Regions from separate parts of the Mus musculus genome. Here all the other regions are linked to region 2. Evidence: chromatin contacts called from public promoter capture Hi-C data. All regions are on one chromosome and are shown on one strand. The core of a region is the stretch at or near the end of the contact, and the rest is flanking DNA. Distances in the headings are between cores, read along the strand shown. Region 1 holds the start of Cnep1r1 (CTD nuclear envelope phosphatase 1 regulatory subunit 1). Region 2 holds the start of Adcy7 (adenylate cyclase 7). Region 3 holds the start of Nkd1 (naked cuticle 1).

What was found. Promoter capture Hi-C pulls out the DNA fragments that hold promoters and counts their contacts. Capture Hi-C pulls out chosen DNA fragments and counts their contacts.
Region 1: a promoter capture Hi-C map of fetal liver shows a contact between it and region 2, with 2.4 times the contacts expected there. The contact joins the promoter of Cnep1r1 here to the promoter of Adcy7 in region 2. A contact is called at or near these places in 3 of 39 promoter capture datasets (fetal liver, macrophages and pre-B cells), 1 of 115 datasets of contacts at active chromatin or transcription factors (effector CD8 T cells) and 3 of 9 other capture datasets (adipose tissue, liver and pancreatic islet).
Region 3: a contact with region 2 is called in a promoter capture Hi-C map of adipose tissue. The contact joins the promoter of Nkd1 here to the promoter of Adcy7 in region 2. A contact is called at or near these places in 2 of 39 promoter capture datasets (hippocampal neurons and neural stem cells), 1 of 484 Hi-C or Micro-C datasets (nephron progenitors) and 3 of 9 other capture datasets (adipose tissue, embryonic stem cells and pancreatic islet).

The regions. Positions count from the first base shown.
Region 1 is chr8:88,116,280-88,120,759 of GRCm38.p6, reverse strand. It overlaps Cnep1r1 (CTD nuclear envelope phosphatase 1 regulatory subunit 1), which reads right to left and starts at 2,001. Exons shown (of 6, transcript NM_029074.3): 1 at 1,891-2,001; 2 at 909-980. The coding sequence starts at 1,915. Gm2716 (predicted gene 2716) reads left to right here and starts at 2,153. Exons shown (of 8, transcript NR_151771.1): 1 at 2,153-2,394.
Region 2 is chr8:88,292,809-88,297,437 of GRCm38.p6, reverse strand. It overlaps Adcy7 (adenylate cyclase 7), which reads right to left and starts at 3,234. Exons shown (of 28, transcript NM_001037724.4): 1 at 3,176-3,234; 2 at 2,304-2,411; 3 at 1,759-1,866.
Region 3 is chr8:88,519,694-88,524,215 of GRCm38.p6, reverse strand. Nkd1 (naked cuticle 1) reads right to left here and starts at 2,872. Exons shown (of 10, transcript NM_027280.3): 1 at 2,685-2,872; 2 at 2,537-2,569; 3 at 1,796-1,929. The coding sequence starts at 2,709. Gm35162 (predicted gene, 35162) reads left to right here and starts at 3,095. Exons shown (of 2, transcript NR_168470.1): 1 at 3,095-3,246; 2 at 4,418-4,522.

The sequences.
Region 1 (4,480 bases), core at 752-3,251, 180 kb after region 2:
AACATATGTGCAGGCAAAACACCCATACATAAAATAAAAAAAAAATATTATTGGAGGTGGGGTTGGAGAGATAGCTCAAAAGTTAAGAGCACTTGTTCTTGCAGAGAACCTGGGTTCAGTCCCCAGCACCCACACAATAGCTTATAATCACTAGCAACTCCTGTTGCAGGATATAAGGTACCCTCTTCTGGACTCTGCAGGCAACAGGCATGCACTTAAAATTAAAAAATATGTATTTTCATAAAAAATAACAATTCAACCATATAAAATAGTCTCTCCTTTTAGGGTAGCCAGTTATAATTTCCTTTTTCTTTAAAAAATTATTTAGTGTGTGTGTGTAGCTGCATGGTATATATAGGCATGCATGTCATAGCACAGCACAAATGTGAAGGTCAGAAGAGAAGTTTGTGGAGTCTGCCCTCTCCTTCCCCTTTAAATGGCTTCTGAAGATGCAACTGAGGGATATAGGCTTGAACGGCATACACCAGAGCTATCTTGCCAGCTCATAATTTTCTTAAGTACTTCTGTGTAATACGTTGTCAACAGCACTAAGTAATACATTTAAAAGTTGTCTAGCCAGGCTTGGTGGCTCACGCCTTTAATCCCAGCACTCAGGAGGCAGAGGCAGAGGCAGGTGGATTTCTGAGTTCGAGGCCAGCCTGGTCTACAGAGCGAGTTCCAGGACAGCCAGGGCTATACAGAGAAACCCTGTCTGGAAAAACAACAACAACAACAACAACAAAAAACAAAAACAAAAACAAAAAAAGTTGTCTAAACTCAGAAATCTTATAGCTTAGTAAAACAAGGATTTACTAGTCAAAAGTTTTAAAGAAAGGGAGTCGTTCCTACTTAGGAATAAAGCTATCAACCACACTTTATTTTCCCTTAGAAAGCATTCAGCAACTTACTTCTCCAACGTCCAGTGGCAGGTTGCAAGCAATGAATATATTCAGTAAGTCTTCTTTCGAAAGCCTTGAGATCTAGGTAAAGAGAATTCAGTTCTCTATCTGCTCTTTCTAGTCCGAAATGAAATTTGATAAAATGAAATTTTAGATCGACAAACTCCAACAGGTCTTGCACATCAAATTACTTGTGTCACGCACCGTTTGCTTATATAATAACAATTTTAAGTACACAACAAAAACATCATTTTTCGTTCATCCCAATTTCTGGAAACCAGTTGGTCTACTTTTAGAAGCTTGAAAACTGGTATGCTGGAAGACCAGCAGCAACTTCAGCCAAGAGTCAAAAGCTAAAACTGGGGGGTGCGGTGGAGGGTGTTTACAAATAAATGGACCAAACTCCAGCTTAATTCTAATTCTGTGGAACCAAGAACTTCCTGTTGAAACATCAAAATCCATGAGGTCTAATTGACTGCAATTATCCGATTCCGGCCCTAGCTCTTATCATTAATTGATGGCTATGTAGTATGGGCTTACTAGACTTCCATACACAGATAACGGGCTGTACAAACATACTCCCTTATCCTCCTAGGAATGGGTCGCCGGTGAACGTCCGGCCAGCAGCAGCGCCTACGCCTTGTGCTGTGGCAGAGCGTACCTCTGAATGAAGTAGGGTGTTATTCCCACAGAGGTGTTTTTTAAAAAATCAAAATAAAACAAAACTTTGAAAGGCCAAGAGTACATCTAAATTCCGGCAATTACAGAAGCCAAGGAAGAAATTAGGGTTACGGTTCGTTAGGTTGTCAAACAGAAAATGAATTCGCACTCTATAACTCGCAAGGGCTCGTCACTGAGACGGGGGGGCCCCCGAGCCCCTGCGGGGGGGGAAGGCGGCACCCCTCGGCGGCCGTGCGCCCCGCGTCCCCGCCACGCCGCCCTCGCGACCTCCTCAGCCTCGGGACGGGACCCGGCGGAAGACACACTCTACCTTCCGCTTGTTCCAGCGAGTTCATGTCGGGCGGCAGCTCCGGTCACCGCCACGGCCCGGTCCTCATCGCAGCCCGCCCTCCCCGCCCCGCCGACAGCGCCAACTCCCACCTCTAACCGCTCCCTTCAGCCCCTCCGTTTGGCACCGCCCATTTTCTAGAAACGTTGAGTTTATTGGGTAGCTCATCCAGACCCCTCAACTAAACTAGTTTTCTATTGGCTAATTTCAGCAAACGCCTTCGGGAACCCAGCGCTAGATGTTCAACTGGAAGGGCCGAGAATAGCGAGCAGCTAGGCTGATATAGCCATGGCGCCGCCTCCTGCCTCGGGGAGGAACTGAATTCTGTCCAAGCATACTTTATTTTTAAGCTTGGTTGCTTTCTTAGTTCTTAAAACAATGATTGAGCGCCCACTAACTTCTGGGCAGTATTTTGGTTGCTAAGGAGAGACCACCAATCTATCCCTGCCCTCAAGGAACTAAAGAGAAACTGAGATATGTTCAGCAGTAAGTACTAGAAGCGCCCCCAAGCAGATTTCCTTGATTTTGATTTCTCTTCTTTAGATATCCAATTCCTTAAGGAAGGATTTCTTTCTTGGTTATTTTCTCCTCATGTCGTCCAATATAGTCATAAAGAATGCACAAAGTGCCGGGCGGTGGTGGCGCATACCTTTAATCCCAGCACTTGGGAGGCAGAGGCAGGTGGATTTCTGAGTTCGAAGCTAGCCTGGTCTACAGAGTGAGTTCCAGGACAGCCAGGGCTAAGAGAAACCCTGTCTCGAAAAACAAACAAACAAAAAAAAAAAAACCAAAAAAACAAAAACAAAAACCAAAAAACAACAACAAAAAACAAAACAAAACAAAAAAAGAATGCACAAAGTATGTCTTTGTAAGTATAACAAAAATATGTACAGGGTTAGCAAAATTAACATTTGATTAAAATGACCTGTTATTTCTGTTTATTTCCTGGTGGTCATTGATTCATTCAAGAGGTATTTATTGCATGACATGCTACGCATTGTATTTGTCCCATATTACATTATATTTATGACCACGGTAGATAAGATTGCATTCCTCACAGTGAAAGGTTTCAGGGAGCAATAAACATAAAAGTAGGCAACTGATTTCAGATAACAGTAGCTCTATGGAAAAAGCAACCAATATTAAAGACAGGAGGAAGGAGGTCCAGAAGTGTTGCAAGGAAGTTTGAGCTGAGAGGCCCAAGAAGACGGAAAGGATCCAGCCACACAGATCAGGGCTGAGAAGGTCTTTGAGCAACACCGCCATGTTCCCAAAATTGATACATTGTGTGTTTTACTAATCAACCTTTGCCCTAACTCACTTATCAGCTCCTGACTCCTTTGTTTTATAGACTCCTCTACCCTAGTAGCACTTTCTAAACTTTCCCATTAAGGAGCCTTCTCTGGTCCAAACCCTTTACATGCATTATCTCATTTAAACTTTTACGATGACTTGTTTGTTTTAGAGATGGAGTTTTTCTCTGTAGATTAAGCTGGTCATGAACTTGCTACAAAGGTCCATTCTGGCTTCAAACTTGCAGTCCTCCTGCTTAAGCCTTTCAAGTATTCAGGTGTGAGTTGCCAAGCCTGACTTAAAGATGTGTGTGTGTGTGTGTGTGTGTGTGTGTGTTATGTTTTTTTCCAAACAAGGTTTCTCTGTATAGCAACCTTGACTGTCCTGGAACTCACTTTGTAGAGTAAGCTAGCCTAGAACTCAGAGACCTACCTGCAGTGCTGGGATTAAAAGCATGGTACCATCATGCCCAGCTTCGAGATGAATTTTTAATGTTATGGATCAAAACCTATGAGTTATAAAATATACTTATTAGATGATGACATCTTGATGTTTTGAGCCAGGGTCAGACATATTCCTGGCTGTTTTGTAACTCTCTATGTTGACCAGGTAGGTTTTGAGTTCACAGAGATTTTCTTGCCTTTGCTGGGATTAAAGGAATGCTACACTACACCCTTGCCCATAGCCATTACTTTTTTTTTTTTTTTTTTTTTTTTTTTTGAGACAGGGTTTCTCTGTGTAGCCCTGGCTGTCCTGGAACTCAGAAATCCACCTGCCTCTGCCTCCCAAGTGCTTAAAGTAATTAAAGGCGTGCGCCACCACCACCCGGCGCCATTTCTTTTAAGAACAGAGGCAGCTGAGTGTGGTGGTACAAACGTTAAGTCCCAGCACTCAGGAGGCAGAGGCAGGCAGATTTACCCAGGGAGCTCCAGGCTAGCAAGACTACACAGTGAACTCTGTCTTTTTGGTTTTTGTTTTTTCTTCAAGACAGGGTTTCTCTGTGTAGCCTTGGCTGTCTAGAATCTTGCTCTATAGATCAGACTGGTCCAGATCTGTCCCCCAACCCCCTGCTATCCGACTTTTGCACATCCCATACCTCCTCCCCACCCCTCACTGGCTGTTCTTGCAAAGGACCCAGGTTCAATTCCCAGCACTCACATGGCGGCTAATAAGTGTCTGTAACTCCAAATCCAGGCGTCTAATGCCGTCTTCTGTCCTTGAAAGGTACCAGGCACACAAGTGGTTTAAAAACTTATATTCTAAAAAACTCCTGGAACAA
Region 2 (4,629 bases), core at 1,985-4,484:
TAAAAGCTTTTAAACATTTGGAAAAAAATATGACATCACCTATACAAAATGCAAGTTAAAACTACCATGAGAAACTATTTTATCTGTGTGACTGGCAAAGATGAACTTACTCTATAAAGTCTGTGAAATGGGCCCTCACATTTACTCCTGGCAGGAATGTGTGTCAGTACACACAGACACCTTAGACTTAGCAAATCTACTGCTATAATTGATGGTGTACACACTCTTGCATGTGTGTGGGGGTGGGAGGGACCCATACAAGATTCCGAGTCCCATGGTTGGTGACAACAAACGCCTGAAAGTGTGTCTCCCACTCAGGGCTGATATAACACATCTTTGTGGTAGAACGCATGCAGATGCCCATGGTGTGTGTCGCTTCCGGGAAACTTCCACAGGGCCAACGTCATGCCTGGTAGATGCACACTAAACCGAAACACACACACCCAACCCTGCCCCCTGCCAAAATCTTCTCTGGTCCTAACGGCTAAGTCTCAGTTCTTAGTCTTTCTATTGCCATATTGCCTGCGCAATTAAGAACAGTTTTAATTTTTAATTGAAAAAGTGACTCCTGGCTCTATTGGATATGGCTGCATGACTGCTCCATGCCTCAGTTTCCTCTTTTGGAAATGGAGAAGAACAGTCTGACCATAAGGTTTTGAGAGGGCTCCGTGGGGTCATGCAGACAAGATGTTGAGCCAGCACCTGGCACAGACTGAGGACATCTACATGACTGTTACGACACCAACAAAAAGGACCAGAGGTATGGAAAGAAGTGATCTGAAAGAAGCCCCTCCCCCAATCCTGTCTGAAGCCCACAGCTTCAGTGGCCCGGCTCCGGGAGGACAGAACACCACCTCAAGATGCCTTTGAGGGTACCAGGCAGCAGCAGAGCTGTTATCTTGGGTCTAGTCCAGCTGGGCCCGAAAGAAGGAGCCATACAGTGACTGCGGACCAGGCTGAGGATGCTGCTACGAGCAGGAGGAGCTGACAGGTGACATCCCAAACAGTGCTGGACATTGCCCTATGCCTCTCGGGCTTGCTGACAGACAGGAAGTGTTCTGTGGCCTCTGGACATGGCAAGGAGAAAAAGTGGTCTGCCTTCCTCAGAGCCGCCAGTGTGGGAAACAGGTTGGCTTTCCAGAAGCCACTGCTAACCTTGGCACACACCTCTGTCATCCTAGCCTACAGTCCAAAGCTGCCTGGAATGGCTGAGATTCAAACTCAGGCCTGCCTCACTCCAAGGTCCAGGTTAATATATTCTCTCTCATTCTGGCTGTCTCTCTCTCTCTCTCAATTTGATTTATTACTTTATTTTTAAAATCTATTTTTTACGCGATGCATATGGGTATTTGGCCTTCATGTAGTATGCACCATATGTATGCCTCCCCTGAGGAGGCCAGGAAAGGGCACCTGATATTCTAGAACTTGACCTACAGATGGTTGTGAGATGCCAGGTGGCTGCTGGGAATTGAATCTGGGTCCTCTGGAAGAGCAGCCAGTGCCCCTTACCACCTGAGCCATCTCTCTATCTCCAACTAGTTAATGTTATTTTATGTGTGCGTTTTGCCCGAGAATATATGTATGTGTACCATGGCATGTGGTGCCTTCATAGGTCAGGTGTCAGATCTCCTAGAATGGAGTTATAGATGGTTGTGAACCACCATGTGGGTGCTGGGAACCAAATGCAGGTCCTCTGCTAGAGCCAACAAGTGTTCCTAACCACTGAGCCATCTCTCCAGACCCCAGGCTCATTCTTACCTTTGCACCTGCATTCCTTGACGCACAGGACAGAGCAAGCTAGCCACACATCCACAGGGCCTTATCACGAGGAGTGCTGAGTCGTCTCTCCTCTCCCGTTTAAAGCCCCTATAATACATATGAACAAGTCAGCATTCAACAGCTGTGGGCCTCAACCCTCCTAACACTGCGACCCTTTAATACATACAGCTCCTCATGTCATGGTGACCCCCCAACCATAAAATTATTTTTACTGCTACTTCATAACTGTAATTCTGCTGCTGCTATGAATCATAATGTAAATATTTTTAGAGGTAGAGGCTTGCCAAAAAGGTTGTGACCCACAGGTTGAGAACCTCTGACTTACAGGAGACCCGCTACTGGTTAAGGGGCCTCTCTCTGCACTGCAATAATGAACTTCCTTTAGGAAATGCTAGCTTTGGAGTCTCCCAGACCCAGCTTAGAACTCCTCCCCCAGGAAGTCTCCCCAAGCCATGGTGACACCTCCCCCTTTCTGGCAGTCAGGGGCCCCACTACCAGGGTGGAGAGACCTAACAGGGACCAACCTGACTTTGCCCTCTTGGATGGTGGGAAGAGATGAGGTCAAGGCCCTGTGGCTCTCGTGGGCTCCACAGCTGTCTCCTGGGAGCTTCCAGGTAGAGACATCTTCTTCCCTGGGGAAAGGAGGCAAGAAGATAACTCCTAGTGCCAGAGTGTGACCATGTGCCTCAGTTTCCAGGCCACACTGGGCAGAGAACAAAATTCAAAAAACAGTTCAGCTCCACCTCCCTCTGCATAGCTCCAACGGCCCAGGCATTTCCTCGCCCTCTCCTGGCCTGGTCACTCCAGGGTTCCTGAGCTGTCCTGCTTTTCCAGCAAAGGACTGATAGGTAGAAGTGAGCAGCCTGCCCCACCAGAACCCAGTAGGCCACCTAGGGAGTCCAGCAAGGCCTCTGTCCCAACAGCAAGCTTGAGGCTACTACCCACCTCAGAAGTCTCAACAGCCCACACAGCAAGCACTCGCTGTAGAAAGGCCTCCCTAGCCCAAGGTCCTGAAGGACTCTCTTCCCAGGCTTCCTGAGAGCCCTATAAGGTCAATAGGACCTGTCTGTAACGGGGGAGGGACAGGCCTGAGAGGGAAAAGCCTTCAGGGAAAGCAACCCCTGTGTCACCTAAACCACTGTCTCACCTCCAAAGTTAGACCGGCCCTGGACTCAGAGGCCCTTTCCATAGCTATGTGAAGCATGGGTACCCTCCTTTGGTCTCCCCAAACTTCAGCCTTCCAGAGCTTAGGCTGTAGACTGGACACTAGAGGTTCACACATGGAGCCTTTGTCCCAGCAGGCCCTGCTCCTTAAACCCTGGCCTCCCTTGAGGACAATTTTCCAGGGACCCTTGTACCTGGCCAGAACACCAAGAACCCCAAACCCCTCGCTTACCCCAGCCCAAAACTCTCTCGGCAACTTCTTGGGTCTTCCTGGTGGCTGTGGGTTTTGACTGATTTTGCTTCCCCAAATAAGCCCCGCCCTTTCATCATTGAGTCTGAGTGGCCTGAAAATGCTGCCCATCACCCACCTCATAGCACATCCACTTAGCCAACTCCTCCAGGAAGACCACTTGGTCCCTCCCACCTGGCTTCCCCAGGGCTGCCCTAGCCTGTTACTGCGGGGGTGTAAGGTACCTCCTCACAGGCTGAGCACTGCTCAGCATCTTGCAGGGCAGGCGTGCAGATCCTATGCCACATTGCAATAGAGCCAGCACCCAGTGGGCAGTGTAGGCAGGCCCAAGTGTGGAGGATCCCATCTGACCTCCATAAAGCCACCCTCTAAGTCTACAAGTGCTAAAAGAACGAAGGGATCCACCGCAGCCCCATCACCAGTTCCTCTCTGGACTCCTGCCTTACACCAGGGTAAGGTGCTGAAGCCACAAGAAGCAAAATAACACAGGGTTCCTGTGCAACACATGTGGGGACAGGGGACCCACGTGACCAACTACTAAATGAGGAAAGGAAATGGGAGGGTGGACAAGGTGCCGCCTGTGCTCACAATGGAAAAACAGGAGAGCCTAGAGGTTCAGAGTGCAAGTTCTGAGCTCAGACACCTGGAAGGTGCTGTGTGGCCTAGCCACATTTAGTAACCTCTCTGGGCTTCAGCCTCCAGATACAAAGAATGAACTGGTAGTGGTACCTAACTATTAGGGGCTTCATACAAAAGGCAGCATACCATCAGCAGCACCATGACCTCGAAGGGTCATGCTAGCCTACTCTAAGCATGAGGTTTGCAGCCTAAGCAACCTTGACATACAAGGACCAGAAAGCTCTTCCCAGAGGTATCCATCTTCCTGCCTGCCCACCCCTGCCCACCACCAAGCAGTTCTTCCCCCTGACTCCCCTGGCAGGGAAAGGGATGCAGCCGTGCCCCATTCTGCCCCCCAGAGCCCCTTGGTATCCCCATGCATCTCCCTGGGGCATTTGGTATTTCAAAAGAGGCTGCCTCCCATTAGTTGGGGCCCCATGAGAGCATCACCTCCAGCCTCCTTCCCAGCCAGATGGGGTCCTGGAGATAGGTGTGGGGAGCAGGGGCGGGCTGCCTGTCCCAGCCTCCTGTGATTGATAGCAGGGCCGGCCAGCCTGCCATGGAAATGAACAGACTGAAGCCCAAAGGACAAGGTGACATTCTTAGAAAATGGTGGTACCCAAGTGGGGGCTCCCCTTTTCTGAGGAGAAGGGGAGGGGGACAATGGGGGGGTACTTGTAAGGGTGGGATTGGATCTAGAGGATGTGGGCTGTGATCAGGATGTAAAGTGAATTAAATAATAAATAAATAAATAAATAAATAAATAAATAAATAAATAAATAAATAAATAAAGGAGAGGGACAGACATGTCCACTGGA
Region 3 (4,522 bases), core at 1,623-4,122, 230 kb before region 2:
TCCTCTCCTTCTTCCACCCTCCCTCCCTCCCATCCTCCCAGCCTGGATGCCAAGGAGACCCACCAAAAACATGCGGGTAACATTTGTTATGGCTTTGAAGATAAAAGTCAATGGAAGCAAGCCCTTGCTGTATTTCAAGTTTCCCCTCTAGCATGAAGCAAAAGCTGCCTGGCACTTTAGGGGGAAGAGGTGGGGGGAGAGAAGTGAGAGAGAAGGGGGAGAGAGAGGAGAGAGGAGAGAGAGAGAGACAGAGCCTAAATAAATGTCATTCTGCAGGAATACTTTATGGAAATAAACAGGCTGAAAAAAAAAACAAAACAAAACTTGATTAATGGAAATCCTCGTTCGGCCTGTGTTGAGCTGCAAATGCATTTGTTCACGTGTCTAAATTGGATTGTTTTCATTGGTCCTTAAATAAATAAGTACATCACAAACTGAGAATGGTGGGGGAGGAAAAGTTTGCGGTCCTGCTGAAAGGCTCCAATGCAGTCCCCCCACCCCCACCTCAGACCAGTTTTGACCTTTCTACTAGGATAGCAGCTCCAGTCCCAGTCAGCAGCAAACTGGAAGGCCAGGAAGAGGAAGCCTGAGCCATGGAGTGGAAGGAGAGAAGTATCCAGAGAGAGAAGACATTTAACACACATGCACAGACAAACACACATGCCCCCTCCCTGCAATCATGCTGCCAGGTGCCAACACACACACACAGACTCTCACACACACTCACACACACACTCACACAGACTCTCACACACATTCACACACACATACATACTCACACACACACACTCACACATGCATACACACGCCACCTGTCTACAATAGTGCTGCCAGGTGCAATACACACATACTAACACACATGCATACACACATACACCCCTGTACACACACATACACACACACATCTGAAGACTCTACCACCCTCACCCAAAGAACAAGACCAAAGAACTAGCCAGACCTGAGGCTCAGTCTTTTCCCCCTCTAAGTTAAAAAAAAAAAAAAATTAAATGTCACATCAAAAAGTTGATTCATCCTTTGATCCTCAGCTTGCAAGAGTTCCACGCAGACCATCTGAAAGCCTCGTGCGGAGTTCTGGAGCTCACAGGACATCTGTGAACACCAGTCCCAGGCCAGGCGCAGGGGCTGGAGTCACTCACTCCCCCAACCCACTTGCTCCCACAGAACACCTCTAGCCTCAAGAACCCCCTGGGTGAAGAAAGAGGGTGCACCCAGACCACACTACAGAGAAGCCCCCTCCCTCTCAGGGCCACACTAAGGGGGCAGCCAGGTCTCAGTGCCTCCAAACTCTACACTCAGATGGCAGATGGCACTGATGAATGCCACAGACACAGTTGGAGGTAGCCACAGATCCTGGGCCAGCAGAGCCCTGCCCTCTACCCAGACACTCCTGTCTGCCTTTAGTCTTAACCCCTCCCTGTGGAAAAGCTGGCCACAAAAGCAAAGTAGAGGAGCCCCCCCAGCCCCCGACACACACACAGAAACACAGCATAGTTTCCCCACCCCACTGGACCTGTATCATCGCCTCCCTGGCACTTCCTCCCCAAGCAACCCTCTGTGCCCAGCTGGGCAGGAGACTGGTGCCCACTTGATCGACAAGGGTCCTCCAAAGCATAGGGCACAAGTAGGGCTAGTGGGGCACACAGTGGCTGAGAAGGGATTTTTGGACTTAGAACAATGTGCAAGCGGGATGCTAAAAGTTGGAGTAGGGGGAGATCCTCAGACTCTCCCCAAGGCTAAAAGGGGTGAAAGGATGGAACGGAGTGGGGGGCCATACCCGAGTGCCTCGACCAACAGTGCCTGCCAATCTCAGCTGACGGGGTCCTGAGACGCTGCCTGGACAGCGCTGCCTCCCGATCCACTCCTCGATGCCTTTCCTTGCCCAAGCAGCGCTTACAGCAAAGCTGTCACCTGAGGCGGGAAGAACACGAAGACATTGAGTCTGGGCCCCCCCGGCTGGCAAAAAGTTACCAGAGAGTGAAGGGAAGGAGACAAGGCGGCACAGCCCGGAGAGTAAAGACTTGGCAAGAGGGTCAAGCACCAGACGGAGCAGAATCCAAAAGAGCGAAATAGCCAAGGAAGGGGGCTCGGCGAGATCCTAAGTGCTAGGAGGATTCAGAGGGTGAAAGGGAGGAGGCAATATACCCTGACTGAAGGAGTTCGGGGATCAGAGAGGAAGGAGCGCGGGAGGCAGGGATTGCGAAGGAGAGAGATGAGGGTCAGCAGAGAGGGTGCAGTGAGACCAGAGACCAAGTTCTCCGGAGTAGGGGCTGGCGACTAGAGGAAGGCGCAAGATCTTGGGGAGCTGAAGGGAAGACGCCGCCGCCAAAGTGGAGGGGGTTAGGGTCAGCAGTGGGAGCACCGGGCTGTGGGGAACGGGTAGGAGGGACAGAGGGGCCCCAAAGAGCGCTCCCGGGGCGGGGCTGGGGGCTGAGGCAACCCTGGTAATGAGATCCAGCGGCAGGGCGGTCCGCGCCGCCTCCCTCGCGCCCCCCGGGCTGGTGGCCCGCACGCCTACCTTCCGGGCTCTCCCTGCGCTTGCACACGGCGGCTGCGGGCACATCGCGCGCGGCGGCGGCGGCGGGAGCCGGAAAGAAAGGAGAGGGAGAGTTAGCACCGGCGAGAGGACGCGGGGCCGCGGCCGGCGCGCAGGCGAGGACACTGACCCGGCTTCGAGTGAAGTTTCCCCATGCTGGGGCGCGGCGGCGGAGCGTCCTAAGCCATGCGTCCGGCCGCCGACCCCGCGCCAGCCTCGCTCGCCTCCTCCTCACAGTCCGCGCGCCGAGCGCAGCCTTAGGCGGCGCCGGGACGCGCTCCTGCCGCCGTCGCCGCGGCCGGACTGACGCCCGGGCGCGCCGAGCCCCCTGCCCGCCGCCGCGGCCCCGCGCCTCCCTGAGCGCCCATTGGCCGGCAGCGGCCCATCAAAGGCGAGGCGGACGCGGCGGGGCGGGTAGAGGCGGGGCCTGCGGGTAGGGGCTGGCCGATGGGCGGGACCACAGAGGGCGTGGCCTGTGGGCGGGGAGGGGTGGAGCCTCGATGGGGAGGGGCTTTGGGTGTGCTGGGCCCCAAGCCCCCCGTGCGAACCTCGGGGCCTGAGTCGGGACCGGGCGGAGGCTTTGGCCGCTGGGTGGTGGAACAGCGCTGCCCTCGCTGGTGACACTGAGACTTCCCTCTTCTCTGCATTTCCTCGAAGCTGCCAGAGTGGGACTGGATGGCTCGAGTTCACAGGTGGGGAAACTGAGGTTATAACTGGCGACCTCAGATGCCCTAGCATACGTGTCTACTGCTCTCCCATGGTGCTGTCCCTTCCCAGACTTACAGTGCTCAATCCCTGTTTTCAGCTGCCTGCCCTTTTCTTTGACTACTCTGGGTTTTGGGTTTGTTTGATTTTGTTTTTTGGGTTTTTCTTTTTTTTTTTTTTTTCCCATTTGGGAGTCCAGTAGAAATCAACTGGACACCTTGCTGGCTAGAGGGAGTTCAGGCCCACTCCTGTTAACAACAAGTGTACAGGAACCCCGAGCTGTCCCCTTGTCACTCGCAACTCTTCTTCGCCCATGGGCTCCTGAGTGCCCAACTGGGATCGGGGCGAGCTGCCAAGCTATGAGGCCAGGAGCGGTGAACCGCCGGATCTTTGATCTTTCTTAGTTTCCGTTTCCCCCTTCCCCCCTGCAGTTCTGCAGACCCCAAGGGCCTGTTTGTTTTGTCTGGGGAGGTCTCTGCAAAGGGGAAGGCGACTTAAAGGCTTCCACTATATACCTTTGTGGTCCTTAGAAGGACGTTCTCTGCTGTCCCCGCGCTAAGCTTATCCTGGTATCTGAGCCTGGGCATGGGAAAGAACCAGTTCTGCTCTTAGAGCTAGACTCACTGCTTCAGCCTCAGTTTTATGATCTGTACAATGGAGACTTAGTTCTCCTCATTTTTTTAAAACCTGCTCCCCTGTGCTGCGATACTCAATATAAACAGGTGACCTACAGTGGTTGGTCGTTTTTAGACTTACAAGTAAGCACTTTGTGGGAAGGGATCTGGGAGTCAATCCCAGAGCACTGCTTTGACAAGCCGGTGCTAGGCAAGCAAACACTGTGATTGAGCTATGTCCTGAGCCCTAGGCGCTACAATTTTTAAAAAGTTAAACAGGTGTGTCATCCAGATGGCTCAGCTGCTAAAGTTGCTTGCCACCAAGCCTGAGGATCTGAGTTCCATCCCCAGAGACCACATGGTGAAAGGAATGGCCAACCTGCTACAAAATTATCCCCTACACACACACCTCCACCAAAAAAAAAAAAAAAAAAAGTAAGTTTCACATTAAAAGTAAAGGGCAAAGTTGGTTTGACTCAAGATAGCAAAAATCACATCAATACTTAGTAAGATGTCACGTTCTTTGTTTTCCACTGTCTTTAAGGTCTGGTGTGCATATTACACTTGAAACACATCTCAAACAGAAGAGCCACACTGCAAGAGACCTTGGCATGTGGCTGGTGGCTGCTGTGCTGTGAAGTACGACTCT